Regions from separate parts of the Capsicum annuum genome. Here region 2 is linked to region 1. Evidence: chromatin contacts called from public Hi-C data. All regions are on one chromosome and are shown on one strand. Each heading gives the region's core, a stretch centred on a gene start, on an enhancer-like site or on the middle of the called end of the contact. The rest is flanking DNA. Distances are from core to core; before and after follow the strand shown. Region 1 holds the start of LOC107867746 (VAN3-binding protein). Region 2 holds the start of LOC107867734.

Evidence for each region. Hi-C and Micro-C count contacts between places; a contact is called where the count stands out from the background.
Region 2: a Hi-C map of bud shows a contact between it and region 1, with 2.0 times the contacts expected there. The contact joins the promoter of LOC107867734 here to the promoter of LOC107867746 in region 1. A contact is called at or near these places in 2 of 5 Hi-C or Micro-C datasets (bud and leaf).

What each region holds. Positions count from the first base shown.
Region 1 is chr1:10,322,693-10,329,922 of UCD10Xv1.1, forward strand. LOC107867746 (VAN3-binding protein) reads right to left here and starts at 4,005. Exons shown (of 7, transcript XM_016714136.2): 1 at 3,688-4,005; 2 at 2,921-3,245; 3 at 1,754-2,135; 4 at 1,117-1,296; 5 at 947-996; 6 at 786-843; 7 at 148-545. The coding sequence starts at 3,187. The coding sequence ends at 310.
Region 2 is chr1:10,855,015-10,861,524 of UCD10Xv1.1, forward strand. It overlaps LOC107867734, which reads right to left and starts at 2,634. Exons shown (of 3, transcript XM_016714114.2): 1 at 2,314-2,634; 2 at 2,015-2,160. The coding sequence starts at 2,319. LOC107867713 (FHA domain-containing protein At4g14490) reads left to right here and starts at 5,126. Exons shown (of 2, transcript XM_016714102.2): 1 at 5,126-6,510. The coding sequence starts at 5,145.

The DNA.
Region 1 (7,230 bases), core at 2,755-5,254:
TTCTTGCAAAACATTTTGCTAGTTGGGAATAATGAATTCTCTGTTTCTATTCTCCTTTATTCAAAGCTCATTTCATCCCAAAAACACCTATACTAAGTGAGTTTACAAAATTCTTACTAACAAGACCTGGCCTCACACTACCAAGAGTTTTAGATGCTAAGTTTTTATTGAAAGATTTTTGTCTCTCCAATTAGTAAGTACATCTTACATCTGAAATATCATAAAGCAGACAAACCAAGAACTATCTCAAACATTTTTATACAAGAAAATAACACCAAAAAATGAAAACTAAAAAACTAAGAAGTTAGTTTAAAAGCTCTTGTTGATTTTCAACATTGTCATTGAGCCCTCAGTATCTTCAAATAAACTGGTTTTATCAAGAAGCTTTTGAATTCCATCAACCCATTTTTGTTTATGGCTTTTGTTCCTGCACTTGAACTCTAGAAGACCCTGAGCTGTCTTTACCCCAAGGTACAAATCTAAGTTTTCAATCTCTTTGTTGAATAGCCATGGTTCACTTTCATCACATACTTCATATACAACACCTGTTGCACATGAATGCCGTCAGACGCGGATGCAAAACGAGTTCAATGAACCCCATAACATTTCACTATAACAACCAAGTTTTTTTTGTAACCAACTTACATATTCCGTTACATTATATATTCTCTAATATAGCATCTCATTATAGCAACCAAAAGATATCCGGATGAACGATGTTGTTATAGAGAGGTTTGACTGTATGTAAAAGGAAAAACAAAGATACTATAGGGGGAAGAGCTTACATTTGTTATTTTTAGAAAAAGCTCCACCAACATGTTTACTCTTCAACTTGATCACAACCTGTCAATTGATCCACAGAAGTCAGTGCCTCCATTTCTATACCTAAACAATTCAACATTTGGAATTTATGATATCTCAAGATCTATAAAGCCTATTGACAGACCTGAGATTTTTTGTTTATATAAACAGACACACGCTTCCATCGTTGCAGACCTAAGAATCCAGAATAAACAACAACAAGTAGATCAGCAGCAGAAACTAGAATGATCTGTTGAACATAGTGTAATAACAAAATTTAGTGAAGTACTTCTTGCATATAAATCAGTGTTTCACCTTTTCTTGTGAGATGCAGCAATTCGCCCGCAAACGGTGGCTCATGTTCATCCATGTCACCAGGGAAAGCAGCAGCAAAACTTTGAGTTTCTACCATGCTTCTGTCACATGGACTTATTGATGCATTCCTCTTTGCTTCTTTTGGTAATCTTGACTTAAGAGCTGCTTCTCCTCTCAAAGCTTTTTATTCATAGAAAAATAGCCACTGTTAGTAATCATGTATATAAAGTATCTCAAATACATTTGCAAGAAGATAGTACGACAACAACTACGTTTCAGTTCCAAACAAGTTCAGGTCTTCAGGACAGTTATATGAATTCTTACTGTTCATGTCACTCTATTTAAGCCTGTCTCAGTTCAATATTATAAAAAAAGTTGGTTTCTCAAGCACTAGAAGTTTTCTATAATTTCTACTGATATACAAATCTTTAGCATAGTACAGTCAGAGTTCTCTATAACAACCATCCTCTATAATAACATTTCGCAATAACGTCCAATGTTTTCTTTGGAACCGATTTTCATGTTATGTTATATTTATATCGTTCTCTATAACAGCATTTCGCTATAGCAGTCAAACAATATTCGTACAGACGATGTTGTTATAGAGAGGTTTGACTGTAAGTGGCTAAATATGTACCTGTGGCAGCTGCAGCTGTTAGTGTGACAAGATCACTAGCACTATGTATGTCCACTGCTGATCTAACAACTGAGGCCACACGTTCATGGTCCGCCCCGGCTGATTCAGCCATTTCAAGACAATGTGAGGCCAGGAGCTCAGTAGCTGATGCTAAAGCCATGCTCATCTTTGAGCTCGAACCGTTGGAGTTCTCTGCTGCTGCAGCAGCTGCCAACGCTGCGGCTAGTCCTGCTATGGACAGGACACTGTGCATATGCGCGTTTTCTAGGCGCACCTTTTCTTTCTTCTTGACTGAGCTATTATTAGAATCCTTATGCTGGAACCACCTTCCAATTCCCCCGGTTTTTCGCCCGTTGTGTGAATTCAAAATCTTGGTCTCTGGCTGCAAGCAAATCCATTAATCAGAAAATTAATTGACAGGTTGGATTTCTTTCAACTCTTTTGAATTGTGATGTTATGGATAGAGATTTAAGAATATTAAAACAAATCAATAGAAAGTTGATCTTATTTTATAATTTTTAATCTTTATATGAACCTAATGCACTCAATTTCTCCATGTTTAACTAGCAATCAATCTTGAAGTCCATATGCATGTGACATTCTGGATAAGCTTTTTTAACCCCTATTTCCCCTCTTGTTTAGGAATGTTAGTCTACTTTCTTAATTTGTGGATTTCAGAAGAAGGGGAACCTTGGAGAAGTTGTCTCCGTGTGACCTATAGGTCATAGGAAGAGACGGAGCAACATTTGCTCCAGAGGGTTCATCCGAATCCCCTTCGACAGAAAATTATACTGTTTTTATACTATTTTTACATGATTTAAAATATTTTTTATGCATATTTAGTAGATGTTGAACCCCTTTGACTAGTTCATATATTTATTTCTGAACCCCCTCAATGAAAATCCTGGCTTTGCCACTGGTCATAGGTTCGAGCCGTGGAATCAACCACTTGAGCTTCCATCAGGGTAGGCTACCTACATCACGCACCGTTGGAACGTGAACCCAACCCTTCATGAACGCGGGATGCTTTGTGCAGCAGGATCTCCCTTTTTTTGTTTGACTTAAAAGCATCAAACATGTCTCATGTCATCACCAAGTTCAAGATTCAAGAAATGCTAAAAATGTAAACCATGAACACAAACCATAAGGTGAATTTGGAAAACTTACGAGTTGTGGAGGTGGAGAAACTGACTCATTGATCACACTAAACTTCCTTTCAAATGAATAATGTTTCTGTTTCTGAGCAAGTGCTTTTGATAATTCAGAAGCAGAAAGGCTCCAAGATCTTGACAAAAAGTCCATTGGCTCCATTGGTGTTTGTGGTTGATGAACAGATGGTAAATCTACTTTCATCTCTTCATCTTCTTCAACACTTGAAAGCCAACTATCTGAATCATTGTTCTTCTTCCACCCTAAAAGATAGCTTTCCTCCATAACACTTCTCAATTCAATATTCTTCTGCTCTTAAATTCCACTCTTTTGATAACTTTGCCTGTATATTTTTGAGTTCAAACAAAACGAAAAGTGTAAGACGAGAGAGTTACTGCAGCAGAAATGAAGTGTATACATGTATTGTATATTTTCTAATCAAAGGCGGATTTAGAGCGGATTCAACTGAACACACTACTTTAGACTCAAATCACTCATACAAGTGAGCAAAAAAACCATTCACTTCAGCCGCGTTTAGTATGACAGAAGTCATTTTTCGTGAAAATTTTTGGTAAATGACCATTCACTTGCTGACGGAGCAACATACCAGAAAAAAATAAAGAAGATCACTGACAGAATGAAGAATGTAAAGTTAACAACAAACACACTTTGCAACCATCATACTATATATAAAAATATACAGCTAGGTCGTGAACAGCCAACCATCTTACTATGAAAATTAGACAGCTCCAATTTATATTTGATTTTCTTGAAAAAAGACTTACTTCGTACTAAACACGCTCTGTATCTTGAATCCGCCTCTGATTTTCGCCAAAAGATGAGCAAAGAAGGGGGGAAGAAAATGACTTACCTTAACAAATCTTACTGTATACAAACACTATTAGCACAAAAAAGAACATAAACACTTGTCTCAGCTTTAGAAGTAGATTGAGTTTATATATAGAAGAGACAACAAAGCAAACAACAGAGGTACATGATAGCTAAACATAGGCACACTTGGTCTCATGAAGACACAAAAAAAATACATTAAAATATACGTATGTCCTCGTGGAAAAAATAAAATAAAATACATTACACCCGCCTCGCCATTCGCCATTGGTGACGAGGCACTCGCCTTTTACAACACTGCCCGAGCATAAAATAAAATCTCATTTTTCAGAGGGTCCTGAGCTAAAAGTAAACTCCTATTTTTTAAAGGGTCCGCAGCATAAAGTAAATTCTGATTTTCCAGAAGGATCCTCAGCGAAATCCTGAGTAGAAAGTAAATTTCCATTATATGGGTCCTGAGCGGAAAGTTAATTCCCATTTTTTAGAAGGTTTTGAGCTGAAATTAAATTTTCATTTTTCAGGAGGTCCAGTATTCACGTATTCCAAAATAATATTCTATTAATAATAAAAAAAATTAGTATAAAATAACATTAATTTGACTAAATCTAAGAAAACATTGTCCTGATTGAACGGACCTTTGTTTCCTAACGTTAAAACAATTGTTACAAAAGATTGGATTAATTTATACACAAGCACACGAGTCTACAGTCATGTGAACAAAAAATATTTTATTTCATGTAGGATTATTTATATCTCATATATCGATATACGCGGACACTGTAAAAAAATTACGATATTAACAACGTATTTGATCTGATACAGCATGTAATATATCTTATCTTAGATTACTACATCCCCTCCGATTAAATTTTTCTAAGCCAAATTAAGCTGGGATGAATTCCTAGCTTCTTCATCAGATTCGCCACTGAATATACCTTATTTTCTAGGTTATTATATTCTATTTAATATGTTGAGTTCTAAATCTATTATTTCTGCATATTTAGTGAGTTTTTTAACAGATACACCGTGTTGACTGAGCCAAAGCAAGAATGAATCAGTAACTTCTTCACTAGATTCACCTATATCATATTTTCATGTTACTACATCCCGTTTAATTTATTGAGTTCGAAATATATGACTTATACATATCTATTCGATTTTTCAACATATACATAAGAAGGTCTAAGCTAAAGCTACGATGAACTTATAGCTTCTTCACTAGATTTTCCACTGAACATGTAGCTTATTTTTCAGATTTCTTAATTACGTGGTGTTACCAGTATTTATATTATATAGTTTGATCAAATAAATATACACTAATCTTTGACCATATAAAAGTTAAAGACTGTAGCAACAAGGATAGTGGAGGTCAAATCTATTAGTATGTGTTTTAGACATGACTTTCGGTGGATGTTAACTTTGGGAGTACACTATTTATTATATTACGGTCTTTGTGAAACCGTGTTTTAATAAATTGCATTTGTGAACCTTGGATTTGGGAAGAGGCTATTTAGGGAAAAACACTTGGTGAAATTTTATTTGTTTTAGGTTATGCACTTCATGACAAAAAAAAAAAATGATAAATAAAGCATTTCGTATTTATGATGAGTCAGCAGAAGAGCTACATTTTAAGAAATGTGGCGTAGATAATTTATCTTAGTTCTATCTTTGCCTTTTGTTGAGATGAAAGTTTGTATTTATGAAGAGTCGCATTTTAAGGAATGTAAATTAGACGACCTATTCGAATTCTGTCTTTTTCTTTTGTTGAGATGAAAGTTCGTATTTATGAAAAGTCGGTACAAGAGTCACATTTTAAGGAATATGATGTAGACAACCTATCTTAATTCTGTCTTTGTCTTTTGTTGAGACGGAAGTTCAGAGGCACATTTTAAGAAATGTGACGTATATAGCGTATTCTAATTCTGTCTCTACCTTTTGTTGGGATGAAAGTATAATATGAGATATACAGGGGCAACATTTTGTTGAGATGGAAGTATAACATGAGATATATAGGGGCAACAAATTAAAATGTTCAAGAATTTTCTAACCTTTTTTTCTATTTTTCGTATATCTTATTGACTGATTTTTCGTGAAGTTAATGAACAAGTAAGTTAATTGTTTGCAAAATCAAGTTATTTATATACAAGAATAAGGATTTTTTATTTAGAAGTGTCTTGTCATTTATTAATTATAAGAATAAGGTCTCAAGTTCAAAAATTAACTCTTATAATATTGTATTACTGTATTAAATACTATCAAAAATTAGGTTTTCTATTCAAACTCATTCGCGAATATGAGGGGTGCTCAGGTGGTACTCCGCATTGGGAAGATCACCTGTTCAACTAATTCGATCGCGTAAATATCTACGATAAATGTAGCTCATAATTTTGAAATAAAGAATATAATTACTCTAGCTACCCCTTCAATTTATGTGAACCTATTGAAGTGAGCACAAACTATTTTATTTTTTTTAAAAAAAGGAAAAATTTATAACTTGTGATCCGAAATATGAGTGATTATTATAAGATCTTTCAAACTTGTGATCTTTAAAGACTCAAACATGTCATATATATAATACTTGTGCGGCTGAAAAGAAATCATTACGAGTAAAATAGAACATTAAAAGCCAAATTATTTTTAAATCTAAAAATAAGCACTCTTTTTTTTTAATGAAAGATTTTGTTTTAAAAAATCACAATTAGAAGAAGTAAATACTTAAAATGCACCGATAATGTAAACTAATTAACATTATCATTGTAATAGTACTACACAAGTTAATTTTTTTTATTTTTTATTTTTTTTGTGGAAAAAAAAGACCAATCATGTAGCAAAGTGGTGATAACTGAAAAGATAGGCATTGTGGGATGATGATGAACAACAAAAAATTCTTCAAGTGCAAGTGATCACACTTGACATTTTATTATCTTAACAAATAAAATATATATAACTCAAAAAGCTGACTTAAAAAGTTAAAACTCTGGTGAGTTTTACAGCTATTGCATGTCTTTTGCTACTTTATGCTCTTATTAGATCTCTGCATAAACAGTAAATAAATTTTTTATCATTAGATTATTTAAAAAATATTTATAAATTAATTAATTTCTTTAAAATGTAGCATTTATAATCCTGAAATAAAATAATTTGATCATGCAAAAATTGTATACATTAATAATATATATATCTTTAATCCCAACACAAAATGAATTTTACTTGGAATCCCATGCTAGCACAATGATTTTGCTTCCTATAGCCAAGAGTTATTTGCAAATAGGAATAATCATTGTTTTGCAACTTTAGGGAAATTAATAGCCACACTATGTTTCCATATTTTACTCTCATTATTATTTCCATTTGACATATGCATCATGATTTGTCAAAACACTTGATAAGACTACTTTTAGACTCATGCCCTATCAATCAATTAAGATATAAACGAAAATGTAGAAGAGGTGATATGATATCTCTCGATAGCTTTTATT
Region 2 (6,510 bases), core at 1,384-3,883, 530 kb after region 1:
ATGCATACTCATAATCAACAACAACATATCTATTGTACTCTCACAAGTGGAGTTAGGGGAGGATAGACTGATAGAGAGTACGCAGACCTTACCCTACCTTGGAAGATAGAGAGGTAGTTTCCAATAGAACCTCCGCTCAAGGAAAATCATATCAAAGCAGATCGAAAAAGAAATACCTTAAGTGAAGAAATCAAGGCATATACTAGAAAAAATAATGACAAAGCATTCAGAAAAAAAGACCCGTAACTACAACAAAATACAGCATTAATAAATGTCCAAGAGACATACATGAGAAATACGAGGACTACTAGTATGGAAGGATAAGCAAGACAATGCACTAGTACCCACTAACCTTCTACTCATAATCATTTCAATCAATTAACTCCATGAAAATTCCAAACTAATCGAGGTCGTCATATAAAATTCTCTGCCAATATTTGATAAATTCTTTTTTTCAAAGTCAAATTAGGATTCTGTAAAAAAGAAAAAAATTAAAGACTACATCTTTTTTTAATAACCATGGTGTCCGGGTCAGCTTGATCGCAACTCAACTAATTCCATGTGATACCTGCTACCTCCCAAGTCCCAACCACCACAAATACCAGATAACTCTGTCCACCAAAGTTAGATGCTAGAATTTGAATCGAAGACCTCATGGTTCCCGATGTTGGGTTCAATTGGTGTGAATGAAAAATGGAGGAACACAACCTTTTATGAAACGACATATTGTTTTGGGAAAGGAGTGATTGTTCAGATAGTTGTAGTTGTAGTTGTGTCTGTTCAGAAAAAGACACAATGTTTCGAATGAACAGACATGACTCTTCCAAAGGATACACCTTTTCGGATGAATCATTGCCTCCTTTCGGAAGGGGCACTTGATGGCTATATAAACCTGCATTTATCCACAGGTTTTGGTATGAAAAATTTCTGAATACAAACTCTTCTTTCTTCAAAACATTCCTTGCGATCAATCAAATCGTTGAGTGGGTTCGACGAATCCAATTATTTGAGGTACCACTATAGTTGGATTGAAAGCCATTTTATCCTAGGAGGAAGATTCCAAAACCTCGGGTACAGTTTATTCCTTAAGGACACTCCGTGAAGTCGGGAGACTTGGCTTTACATTTCTGTTTCATCTTAATTTCTGAAAAAATAACACACTTCTTAGAAAGATCACTTTGATCTTGTGTTGAGGGTATTGTTGTACTTCATAGTATTCTTGTTTTAAACTTGAACTAGTGTTGAAGTTATTGTGTCAAATTACAGATTCTTGTACCCGAAAACGTTGAAAAACAACACCCGACACACCTCATTAATTACTAGACCACACCCTTGGGTGCAAATTAAAGAGTACATCTTTTTTCTTTTATAACTGTGGTGTCAAAAATAGCTTATGTTCATCTTGACTAATTCCACGGGACACCTGCCACCTCCCACCCACCAACAACATATACATATATATATGTGTGTGGTGGGAAGGAAGGGAGGGGAGATATTTGACCCTAAAATCTCATAGTTCTAAACGCTCCTCATGCCTCATTGACCACCAGGCCACACCCTCGGTGCAAATTAACGTCTACACACAACTTTATGTGCTTATTTAAAGGGCAGCCCAGTGCACTAAAGATACTGCTATGCGCGGTGTCCGGAAAAGGGCCCCACCACAAGGGTGTATTGTACACAGCCTTACATTGCATTTCTATCAGAGACTATTTCCAAATCTTGAACCCATGACTTCCTGGTCACATGGCAGCAACTTTCCCTCATGGCAGCAACTTTCCCAGTTATTCAAAGGCTCCCCTTCCTTTATGTGCTTATTTAACATCTATAAATCATCATAAAGTCTATACACAAGTTTATGTGCTTATTTAGTCTCTATAAATCATCATAAAGTCTATATACAGGTTTATGTGCTTATTTAACCTCTATAAATCATCATAAATTAGACATTTAGATAAAGGATCAGGAAAAAAATTGGTATAAAAAAGGGGAAAGAGTAGAGGGAGAGACCTACGTCTGTTTAGGGTAAGAAGGCGAGGAAGGAACACGCTTGTTCCTAAACATCATATAAGCAAGTGGCAATACAACGCCGATCATCATTACTGCTGCTCCCATCATGTACCTCATTGGGCTCGGCGCTTCCACTTCTACCACTCTCATCTACACCAAATGCAATCACAAAAGCACCACGGTAATTAAAAATATATATATATATATATATGCTCTATATGTTATAGGAAAATACAAGAATATAGAAATTCCATCGAGTAAAGAGAAAATTGTGAAAGTTGAATGGGAAGAAGGAGGACTTACGGGCATTTTTGCAGCAAAAATTGATCAGATCGAACTTCAGGTAGAGGTTTCTAGGACTATATACTATTGAAGATTTGATCTGGAGGATTTTTGCCCTTTTGGCTTTTAATCTTTTTTTTGTTAATTGCACATCTTGCCTCTCTTTTTTGTCAAAATGTGTTTTTAACATATTCTCCCGATTTCATTTTACTTGATAAAGTTTAAATATGTCATAAAACTATTAAAATGATTCATTTGTGCATCTATGACAGCAAGTTCATGAAATTCATGTCGTTGTTTTTGAGAAAAGGCATTTTTCCCCTTAATTTGTTCGTAAAACTCACTTTAGCATTTAAACTTAACTTTCATTTATTTACCTCCTTAATATCTTTAAAATGTATTTGTTTGACCCCTAAAGTTATTGTGATATTTTAAAAAAAAAATAGGCACGTTTATTTATTAAAAAGAAAAAAAATCACATTTTTTAATTAAAAATTAATATAATCCCACTTTTTATTTTAATATACATTAAAAAAATATTCTTTCTTCTTCAATGCCCTCAGCCCCCATGGCCCACACCCACACCCTACACTCTTTTCTTCTCCAATTGATCAAGAACAACAATACTCATTTTCTTTAAACCATCGATTCCTTCATTAAGTATCTCATTCATTTTCTCCAATCATTAATTTCTCCATTAACAACCTCTCTCATTTTCTTCAACCATTAATTCCCCCATTAACAACTTCACCCGTTTTTTTCAACCATTAATTTTTCCATTAACAATCTCACACGCATTCTCAATCAACACTTTCAAAATGATAATTAATCGAACACAAGATGTAATGATTAAGATGTAATAATTCAACATTCTTATACCAAAAAAGAAAAAAAATCACCCTTTAGCTGGAACCTTCGAAAAAAAATGAAGTTTTTTTTTTACTTTGCTTTTTTCTGATTTTGGAAACCATAATTAACCATGTGATTGGTTTAAGATCATCATAGCGATTATGTTATTTCAAAATCAAATCTTCAGCCCTCACAATCAAAGTTATATTTGCAATTTATCACTATGTTTACGTTGGTCCAAGACTATTTTAAAAAAAATGAAGTTTTTTTTTCTTTTTGAAAAAAACAATTGAGATTCAATTGAAAAACTAGAGGAAGTGGGGCGCTGAAAAATGGGGAGGGGGTCTTGCGTTTGCAGGGTAGGGGGTGAGGGTGAGGGTTGGAAGAGGAAAAAATGTAGAGAGGGCGGGGTGGGTGGATGGGGTGGGGATGTGAAGAAGAAAGAAAATGGGGAGGGGGGAAGGGGATATATATATATATATATATATATATATATATATATATAAATAAAATAGTATATACATATTTTTTATTTTTTTAAAAAAAATTATATAAAAATAATGTAAGGGGGATTATTTTTTTTTTTTGAAAAATAGTAATTTCTTACGTGGTAATGACGTGACTCCGACGTGGTATTGACGTGGCGTTGATGTGTAGGCGAGTGTAACAGACTCTCCGTTGTGAGAGTGATATTCAATTTTGAGGGGTAAAAATAATACACTTTAAAGATGTTAAAAGGGGTAAATAAACAGAAGTTTAGTTTAAGTACTAAAGTGAGTTGAGCGGATAAGTTCAAGGAGGAAATCATGTCTTTTCTCTTGTTTTTTAATTGGGGTTTTATTATAATCATGTCATTGTTTGCTTATTCAATTTATGAAATGAAGAGAATTTTGTTATACTTTTCTCTTTCTACCTTTAATATTAAATAACCAAATAAAGTAATAATAGTTAAATTTAGATTTCCAAATCAACATTAGTAAAGTTAACTTAGTAAATATATCACTAATTAATTTATTTTTTTAAAATGTGTGTTGCGTCAATAAGGCGCAAATAATATGAAATAGAGGAAATATACATTAAGGACCGTAATGTTATATTGGATGTATGGACATATGAGCAAAGATAAGAATAGGAATGATGATATACAACATAAAGATAGAAATGACCTTGGTGGTGAACAAGATGAGAAAGGAAGGATTAAATGATTCAAATATGTGAAAAAAATGCACTAGTGTAGATGCGACAGAGGTTGTTATAGATAGTTATATGAGAGAAAGAGATAGGTCGATGAAGTATTGAGAGGTGATTAAACATTAACATGCTGCAGCTATAGCTTACCAATAATACGATCATAAATATGTGATTGTGAAGGACGCAAATTGAGGTGAGTTAAATAGACAGTTGAGATGTCTTACTTAATCTTTCATGCTACCTAGTTGTCATAATATTATCCAGAGAGTTTGTAGTTATTTTATTTATGTTTCTAACTCTTTGATAATCGTACTATTTTGTGATAGTAATCGTACTATTTTATAGTAGTATTTTATCATGCTTTCTTTGATATTTTATCTTAGATCATTCCTTTTCATTGTTTCTCTTTTCGAACTATTTTGTAATATTTTACTTGAGTAGAAAGCCTGTCAAAAACAATCTCTCTATTTTGTAGACATATATCACGGACCAAAATAGCCCAACCCCCAAGACATTAAGGACCACTTTGATCATTTTCTCTTCTTCTTTCCTTCAATAAAACAATACTCACCTGTTTCATAATAAATGAATTGTTGAACTTTGACACATATATTAAGAAAAAAATATTAAAGATATAAATTTAACACAATTTTTTATTTTTATCCTAAAAAAGAAAAATTAACCTTATAATACCTTTTTAAATCATAAGGAAAATTTTAAAAAAAAATTCAATAATTCATTTATTTTGAAACACTAATAAATATCCCCAACAATTCACTTGAAACGGAGAGAGTATAGTAACAACCTAAAACATGCAAAATTCCTTCCAATTTTCTATTCCTCATTCATTTTCACCCCCAAAATTTCATTTCCCTCTAACATACAATTTGAATTCGTTCACTTCTTCGACTCACCATCAACCTGTCCCCGCCCACACACCCCTAGCTCAAAAAATGGAAGAACAAGAAGGTTCATTACTCCACCTAACAATGGAGAAAGGGCCTAATTCGGGTCAAAATCTGAGCTACAAACCCGGTTCAAAGATCCAAATTGGTCGGGTCATTCGTGGGAATACAATCTCCATCAAAGACGAAGGGATTTCTTCTAAGCACTTAAGTATCCATTTCGAATCCGGGTTATGGGTCATCAATGATCTCGGATCCTCAAATGGTACATTTCTCAACAAAATCGCAATTGACCCGTCTCGGCCCACTAAACTTAACAACGGCGATGTGATCAAAATCGGCGAAGAGACGTCAATTAAGGTTGGAATTGAAGGAATGAGAGTTGATTTAGGGGAAAATAGGAGGAGGAATACGAGGCGTAAAGGATTGGGAGTGATTGATGAAGATAAGGAATTAGGGTTTGGAAATGGGGGGATTGGGAATGTGGGTGTGGGTTTGAAGAGGACGACGAGGAGTTCGAAGAGAGGGAAGAATGAAGCTGGAAATGTAGATGAAGTTGAGAGCTTTAGTGTATTTGAAGGGACTACAAGGAGGACTCGGGGTTCTAGGAAAGTGGAGAGTGTGAAAAATGGGGTTGATAATGTGAATGAAGCTGAGAATGTTGATGTTGAAAGAGAGGGTAAGCGGTGTCCGAGGAGGACTGGGCGTTCTAAGGAAGTGGAGAGTGTGATACATGCGGTTGCTAGTGCGAATGCAGCTGAGAATAATGATGTTGTTGAAAGAGACGGTAAACGGTGTCCGAGGAAGACTAGGGGTTCTAAGAAAGCTGATGTTGTTGATAATGCTATGGAGGAAAGTGAAAGTCTTGCTGTAGTTGAAGAAGAGCAACAGAAGAAACCTAGTCCGAGGAGGACTAGGGGTTCTAGGAAAGTGGGGAGTGTTAAAGATGGAACTGATGGTGTGCAGGAAAATGAAAGTCTTGCTGTAGTTGAAGAAGAGCGAGAGAGGAAACCTAGTCCGAGGAGGACCAGGGGTTCTAAGAGAGCGCAAAATATTAAATGGACTGATAGTGTGGAGGAACCTAAGAATTCTGCAGCAATTGATGTAGATAAAGAGAAAAAAGTGTGTTCAAGGAGGACTAGGGGTTCACGGAAGGAGGAAGATGTGGAAAATCGCCATGAAAATGCAGGTGAAATCAGAGAATTGAAGAAACTTGGGAAGGGGAAGGGAAGCACTGCAAAAATGGTGCATTCGGAGGAAGATGAGCTAATGG